Linked DNA regions of Mus musculus: region 1 is linked to region 2. The links are chromatin contacts, called in public Hi-C maps. All regions are on one chromosome and are shown on one strand. Each heading gives the region's core, a stretch centred on a gene start, on an enhancer-like site or on the middle of the called end of the contact. The rest is flanking DNA. Distances are from core to core; before and after follow the strand shown.

What was found. A called contact is a pair of places that touch in the nucleus more often than the background predicts.
Region 1: a Hi-C map of muscle stem cells shows a contact between it and region 2, with 2.0 times the contacts expected there. The contact joins two enhancer-like sites. A contact is called at or near these places in 1 of 15 datasets of contacts at CTCF or cohesin (the NIH/3T3 cell line), 8 of 484 Hi-C or Micro-C datasets (the C10 cell line, cerebral cortex, muscle stem cells and 3 more), 4 of 115 datasets of contacts at active chromatin or transcription factors (embryonic stem cells, epiblast stem cells, fibro-adipogenic progenitors and 1 more) and 2 of 9 other capture datasets (adipose tissue and liver).

What each region holds. Positions count from the first base shown.
Region 1 is chr7:81,133,146-81,136,015 of GRCm38.p6, reverse strand. All of the region lies in intron 8 of Slc28a1 (solute carrier family 28 (sodium-coupled nucleoside transporter), member 1), which reads right to left. Among named protein-coding and RNA genes, the nearest start is that of Slc28a1, 20 kb to the right of the region's middle. Within about 2 kb of position 1,320, at least 183 of the 459 cell types and tissues checked have an H3K27ac peak or open chromatin away from gene starts, as enhancers often do. A contact at or near this core is called in liver and muscle stem cells, where this site is marked.
Region 2 is chr7:81,024,716-81,027,462 of GRCm38.p6, reverse strand. Zfp592 (zinc finger protein 592) reads right to left here. Exons shown (of 10, transcript NM_178707.4): 3 at 1,954-2,747. Among named protein-coding and RNA genes, the nearest start is that of Alpk3, 32 kb to the left of the region's middle. Within about 2 kb of position 1,377, at least 14 of the 459 cell types and tissues checked have an H3K27ac peak or open chromatin away from gene starts, as enhancers often do. A contact at or near this core is called in liver and muscle stem cells, where this site is marked.

The sequences.
Region 1 (2,870 bases), core at 71-2,570, 110 kb before region 2:
TCCCAAACACTTACACCCCTGTATGCCAGAGCTGTGAGGAATTTGGTTTTCCTTTCCTTTCCTTTCCTTTCCTTTCCTTTCCTTTCCTTTCCTTTCCTTTCCTTTCCTTTCCTTTCCCTTTCTTTTTTTCTTTCTTTCTTTCTTTCTTTCTTTCTTTCTTTCTTTCTTTCCTTCCTTCCTTCCTTCCTTCCTTCCTTCCTTCCTTCCTTCCTTCCTTCCTTCCTTCCTTCTTTCTTTCTTTTTCTTTCTTTCTCTTTCTTTTCCTTCCTTCCTTTTCTTAATTTGCCCATTGGGTAAAAGGGTCTAGGGCTGAGAGGGAACTCTGGGTGGGGACTGCATTTGGAAGCTGGTTCATGAGAAATGCAGTTGAGACTTTCAAGATAGCTCAGCAGGTAACGGCTTGCTACCAAGCCTGATGACCCAAGATCTACCCTGGAGAACCCCACAGGGTAGGACAGAAGCAGCTCCCACAAATTGTCCTCTGACGTCCACGTATACATCGTGTCACACACAACACACCTCCCCAACGCATACCTAGAAAATTAATTAATTAAAAGTAAAAGAAAAAAAAACGGTGATGAGGTCCAGTTGAAGCAACAGAATAAACAGCACTCACAGAAACCCGCTGAAGTGTGCAGAGCAGGACCCTGCAGCCTGCATGGCTAAAGAGAGAGGAGCATAGTGTCTAGGAGACCCAGGACACCAGTTAGAGCGGCTAAAAGGAGAAGGACAGAGGCCATGCAGGCACAGCCAATCATATTCGGGAGCCTCAGCACTTTGGCAAGACAAGTCTTGAGACAGACAGAGACTATGGCACTCAGGGCAGGCCTGGCCAGGTAAAAACAGTGTCAGAGGGAGGATGTGGACACAAACCAGAAGCCAAGTAACACTGAGAGGGAGCAAGAGACCCAGAGATGGTACCAACAGGCAGCACTTCTGGGAGGCCAGGCTGGCAGGGAGGGCCGAAGGGCAGGAGCTGGTTATTGTATTTTGAAAAGGGAGCGTCTTGCACAATCTCTCAGAACAAGTAGATGGTCCTAGGTGGCAGCAAAGATCTGCTCCCACAGCCCAGCTGTGGGGACGAGAAAGAAAAGAGCGGTGGACCTTCCCCTCCCTCTTCCCACCAACACCACAGGCCTCTCTAGACTTGCTCCACTTCCCACCTATTGCTGTGGCTTGCCTGCTGCTGGGGACATCACATGACAGGGAGCATAGATACTGCATTCAGAAACTCCGTTCCTGCCTTCTAACCCCTCCTTGCTAAGGCTTGGAGCTGGAGCTGCTCACAGCTCCGGGGGTGACGTCATTCTGCTCTCCCAGAAGCCAGATGTGAGTCTACTCAGCTGACGCGGTTGACTCTGTGAGGGACTCCAGGGCAACTGGCTGGCTACAGCCCCAGGCTGGAGCTAGGAGGACATGTCCAGGATGGCAGAGTGGGCATCGGAAAGTGTGTTCTAACTGTAGGCGGAGGCTGTTGGTGAGAGGGAAGCTTCATTTGGGGAGAAGGAGTGAATGGTGACGGAGGAAAGGGAAGCAAGGGGGTCTCTAGATGGCTCAGTGGTAAAGCATCTGCCTAGCATGTGTGGCGCAGGAGCTGCAGCACCACGAAGATAAGGAAAAAAAGCACAAAGGAAAATGAGAAGAAAAGAAGGGAGAGGAAAGGAGGGGGCAGGAGGGGAGGGATAGAGGGAAGGGGGAAGGCAGGCAGGCTCCAATTTTCTAAGGTACGTTATGTTATAATGTCCCCGTGGCAAGTATGATCTCACAGCCCAGGAACCACCTCTGGAGAGCCTGGGGTGGTACACAAGCAGTGTGTGTAACTCAGGGCAGTGCTACTGAGGAAGGACTCTTAACTCCTACTATGTGCCTGGAAGGAAGTCCTACTGTGTGTCAGATACTCATTGCTATGTGCTGGCTCACTGATCCTCAAAGCAACTGAGGTGGCTATCACTATCTCCCCTTAAGCAATGGGGTACACTGAGGCTCTGAGGTGCAGGCCACCCATCCAAGGTCACACAGTTGAGAATGGGCAGAGACCACTCAGATGGCTGAGGCATCTGCTCTGGAGAAAGCTTGATTCTCTGCATTCAGGGCTGTGTGTGTCCCTGCTATAGGCGGAATTGTCCAGATTGATGTGATAAAACCAAAGCCCGGGTGACAGGCTCAGACGAGCCATCAGGAGGTGAAGCCCTCATGAATGGGGTCAGTTCCCCTTATGCAAGAGGCCCCAAAGTGCTCCCTCTGTCTTCGAGCACGTGAGGATGGGAGAGGAGTTGACCGTGACCAGGAAGAGGGATTCCTGATCAGAACATGACCCTGGGGGCTCTCTGCTGTCCCTTCCAGCTGCTAGAGCGCTAAGGAGTGGACTCCTGTTGTTTGTGAGCCAGTATGGCTATAGTTTTTAATAAGAGCATCCCACACTCTGAGGACCACGGCTCCAGAGTCTCCACTGTGCCACACCCTTGGAACAACTTCATCCTGCCTGGAAATCAAACCCATGCAAGCTGGCTCTCCTTCCTCCGCCACCCCAAGTCCTTCCTTTCAGCCTTGCCCCTGTCTCTGCTCTCTTCCCACCCCATCTCTGAAAAGAGGACTGTTTACCTGAGGGGATTAAGGTCTGCCTTAGGCAGGTACCCCCAATCTCTCAGGAGATAAAAAGGGGTTTTGGTTTGTTTGTTTGTTTGCTTGTTTGTTTTTACCTCTGGGGCTCCTCAGGAGGAGCAGTTGAACACTGCTTAGCTGAGCAGGTGGGGCCTGTGCCAGAGGCTGGAGCCCGCCATTGTGAGAGGCAGAGGGAGTGTGACCCTGGGTCAGCCAGACCCAGCAAGAAAGCAGGAGCTGGGCTGTAAGGAGGGGGGACTGAGGGGTCG
Region 2 (2,747 bases), core at 128-2,627:
TGGTTTTTCAAGACAGGGTTTCTCTGTGTAGTCCTGGACCTCACTTTGTAGACCAGGCTGGCCTCGAACTCAGAAATCCGCCTGCCTCTGCCTCCCAAGTGCTGGGGTTAAAGGCATGCGCCACCACGCCCGGCCGAAATGCTTTTTTTCTGAGTTGCTGTGGTCATGGTGTCTCTTCACAGCAATAAAACCCAATCTAAGACACTTTCTCTTGGGTAATTTTTGTATCCTTCATGGCTGTTTTTCTGTCAACCTGATACAGGCTAGAATTGTCTGGGAAAAAGAACCTCAATTGACCAAATACCTCCATCAGATTGTCTGTGGGCAAGTCTACAAGGCATTTCCTTATTAATGACTGGCATGGAAGGGCCCAGCCCAGGTAGACCAGACTGGACTGTCTCTGCCTCTCACGTGCTAGGATTAAACATGCACCTCCACATGTCTTCTTTAAAATAAAAAATCTATTTATTTTATGTTTATGTGTGTGAGTGTTCTGCCTGCATGTATACGTATATATCATGTACGTGTCTGGTGCCTCTAGAGGTCAGATCCCCTGAAATTGAAGTTATGGGTGTTTGTTAGCCATCAGGTAGGTGCTATATCAATCCAGGGTCCTCTACAAGAACAACAAAGAGCTACCACTCTAATCTCTGATTAGTTTTTATTACGAAAAGAAGAGCAAACTAATACCCACTGAACTAAGGGAACCAAGTGAAGGAGTAAGTTGCCGTGTCTTGAAAGGAGCCCTAGGGATGGCTCAATGGGTAAGAGCACTTGTGTGCAAGCAGCAAGGACCCGAGGTAGAGAGACCACCCCTGGGTGCTGCCCCATGTGAAAATGCTGTGCATGGCTGTGCGAGACTGGAGCCCAGGGCAGAAATGGGCAGGTCCTGGAAACTTGCTGGTCAGTCAACCTAAGCAGAGCAGGGAGCTTCTACACCAAAAAGACCAAAACGTCAAGAAACTAACTCTCTCTCTCTCTCTCTCTCTCTCTCTCTCTCTCTCACACACACACACACACACACACACACCTGAAGGCCTTTCTGTTTTTTAAAGATGAAGTCTTGCTAAGGATAGCCCTCCTGCCTCCAGCTGCAAAGTGTTTTGACTATAACTGTACTAACACAGCTTAAGGCTGCCTTCTTGACACAATCTGCTAGCAATAGCAATAGGGCAGAAAAAGGGTAAGCACCAAGTGCCTTTAAAAACAAACCACATATCTCACCAACTACAGCCAACAATCAGAATAAGCAGAAAAGCTCAACTCCTTTTTTAGACTTAGAGAACATGGATGAAGGATGGAGACCTACAAACCCTCTGCATGGAGCCTACATCCCTACCCACTCTCCTTTCCTCCTCAGCTCTGCCTCTGGCCCTATCTCCAGAGAAATTCTGCTCAACAGCTGTGTACTGAGGGGTGGAATGTTCTTAGAAAACAGACTACTAAGGGACAAACACAGTGATTCATCTACTCCCATCCCCAGGTTCTCGGGGTACTTGCCAAAACCATGTTACCATGGTTGAGAGTCATGGTTGAAAGTCCAGAAAGAGACCTAAGCCCAAACAGGCCTGCATTTGGATCAAACTCACTGCCAATCTGGGTGGAAGTGGAACATGGAGCCTGCCCAGAGAGACAGTTTTGTTTGTTGAGACAGTCTTGATCTGGTCTCAAATTTGCGATCCTTCTGCTTTAGCCTTATAAGTACTACAATTATAAACAAATACCCAATCCCCTGGCTAAGCTCGTTGGATCTCCAGGCTTTCCCCACCAGTATGGGTAGGATTATCTTCCCAAATAAGAAACCAAGTACTCTGTATTCAGATGATATGCTAACCATTAAGCCAGATGTCCCCCTCTAAGACTAAGATTCTACCTCTGCTCCCATTCTAAGTCCCCATCATGGAACTTTATGGGCCTGAGGCTCACCACCCAACAATGTGATGGTCTACTCACTAGCCCCTCGGTTTCCTCTGTTGTCCTCTGGAAATGTGTAGCCAGGACCATATAATCTCGCATCTGCTTGTGACACTCAGGACATTTGGTTCCATACCGGATGAGCCTCACTGGGTCTGGATAAAGTGGCAAGGCTGGAATTACAGAGCTGGCATTGTCCAAAGTGGGGCTGGGTTTGGGGGAGGAAGAAGCGGCTGGGGTTGCTGGTGCAGTGGAGTTCACGGGAGCCGCCACAAACATCTGGTCCGCAGAGATGGGCTTCACAAGCAGCTGAGAGCACTGCATGACAAGTCCCTTGCTCTTGTGGTCACGGGCATGCCGAAGCAGACTGCACTTGTTGAAGAAGAGCAGTGTCTTAGAGCACAGTGTGCACAGCACCTCAATGTGGACACTGCGCCGGCTATAGTGCTGGCTCAGGCTCTTCTCTAAGGCAAACGCGTCTCCGCACTCCAGGCAGCAGTACCCACTGGCCGGCACGTGGATTCTGCTGTCTGCAGGTGGGCTGAGATTTGGCGCATAGAGGGGCACAGGGTTAGAGCTGTGAAGGACCTTGTTGAAGACCTCCACAATTAGAGGGGCGGCCTTTTTCACCTGGTGGACCAGGGGCACTGTCATTTGCGTGACCTGAGGCTGGCTCCGTCTCTGTGCTGAGGACTTGGCAGTCACAGATGCGGCAACACTGTGGGGGACCAAGTTCAAGTTGGCCAAGTGCACAGCTTTGGGCAAGAGACTGGCAGCGGGGGTTGATGCCTGAGGTGCTGTGCTCTGTTGCTTCTTGCTTGCCTGTGAGTTCA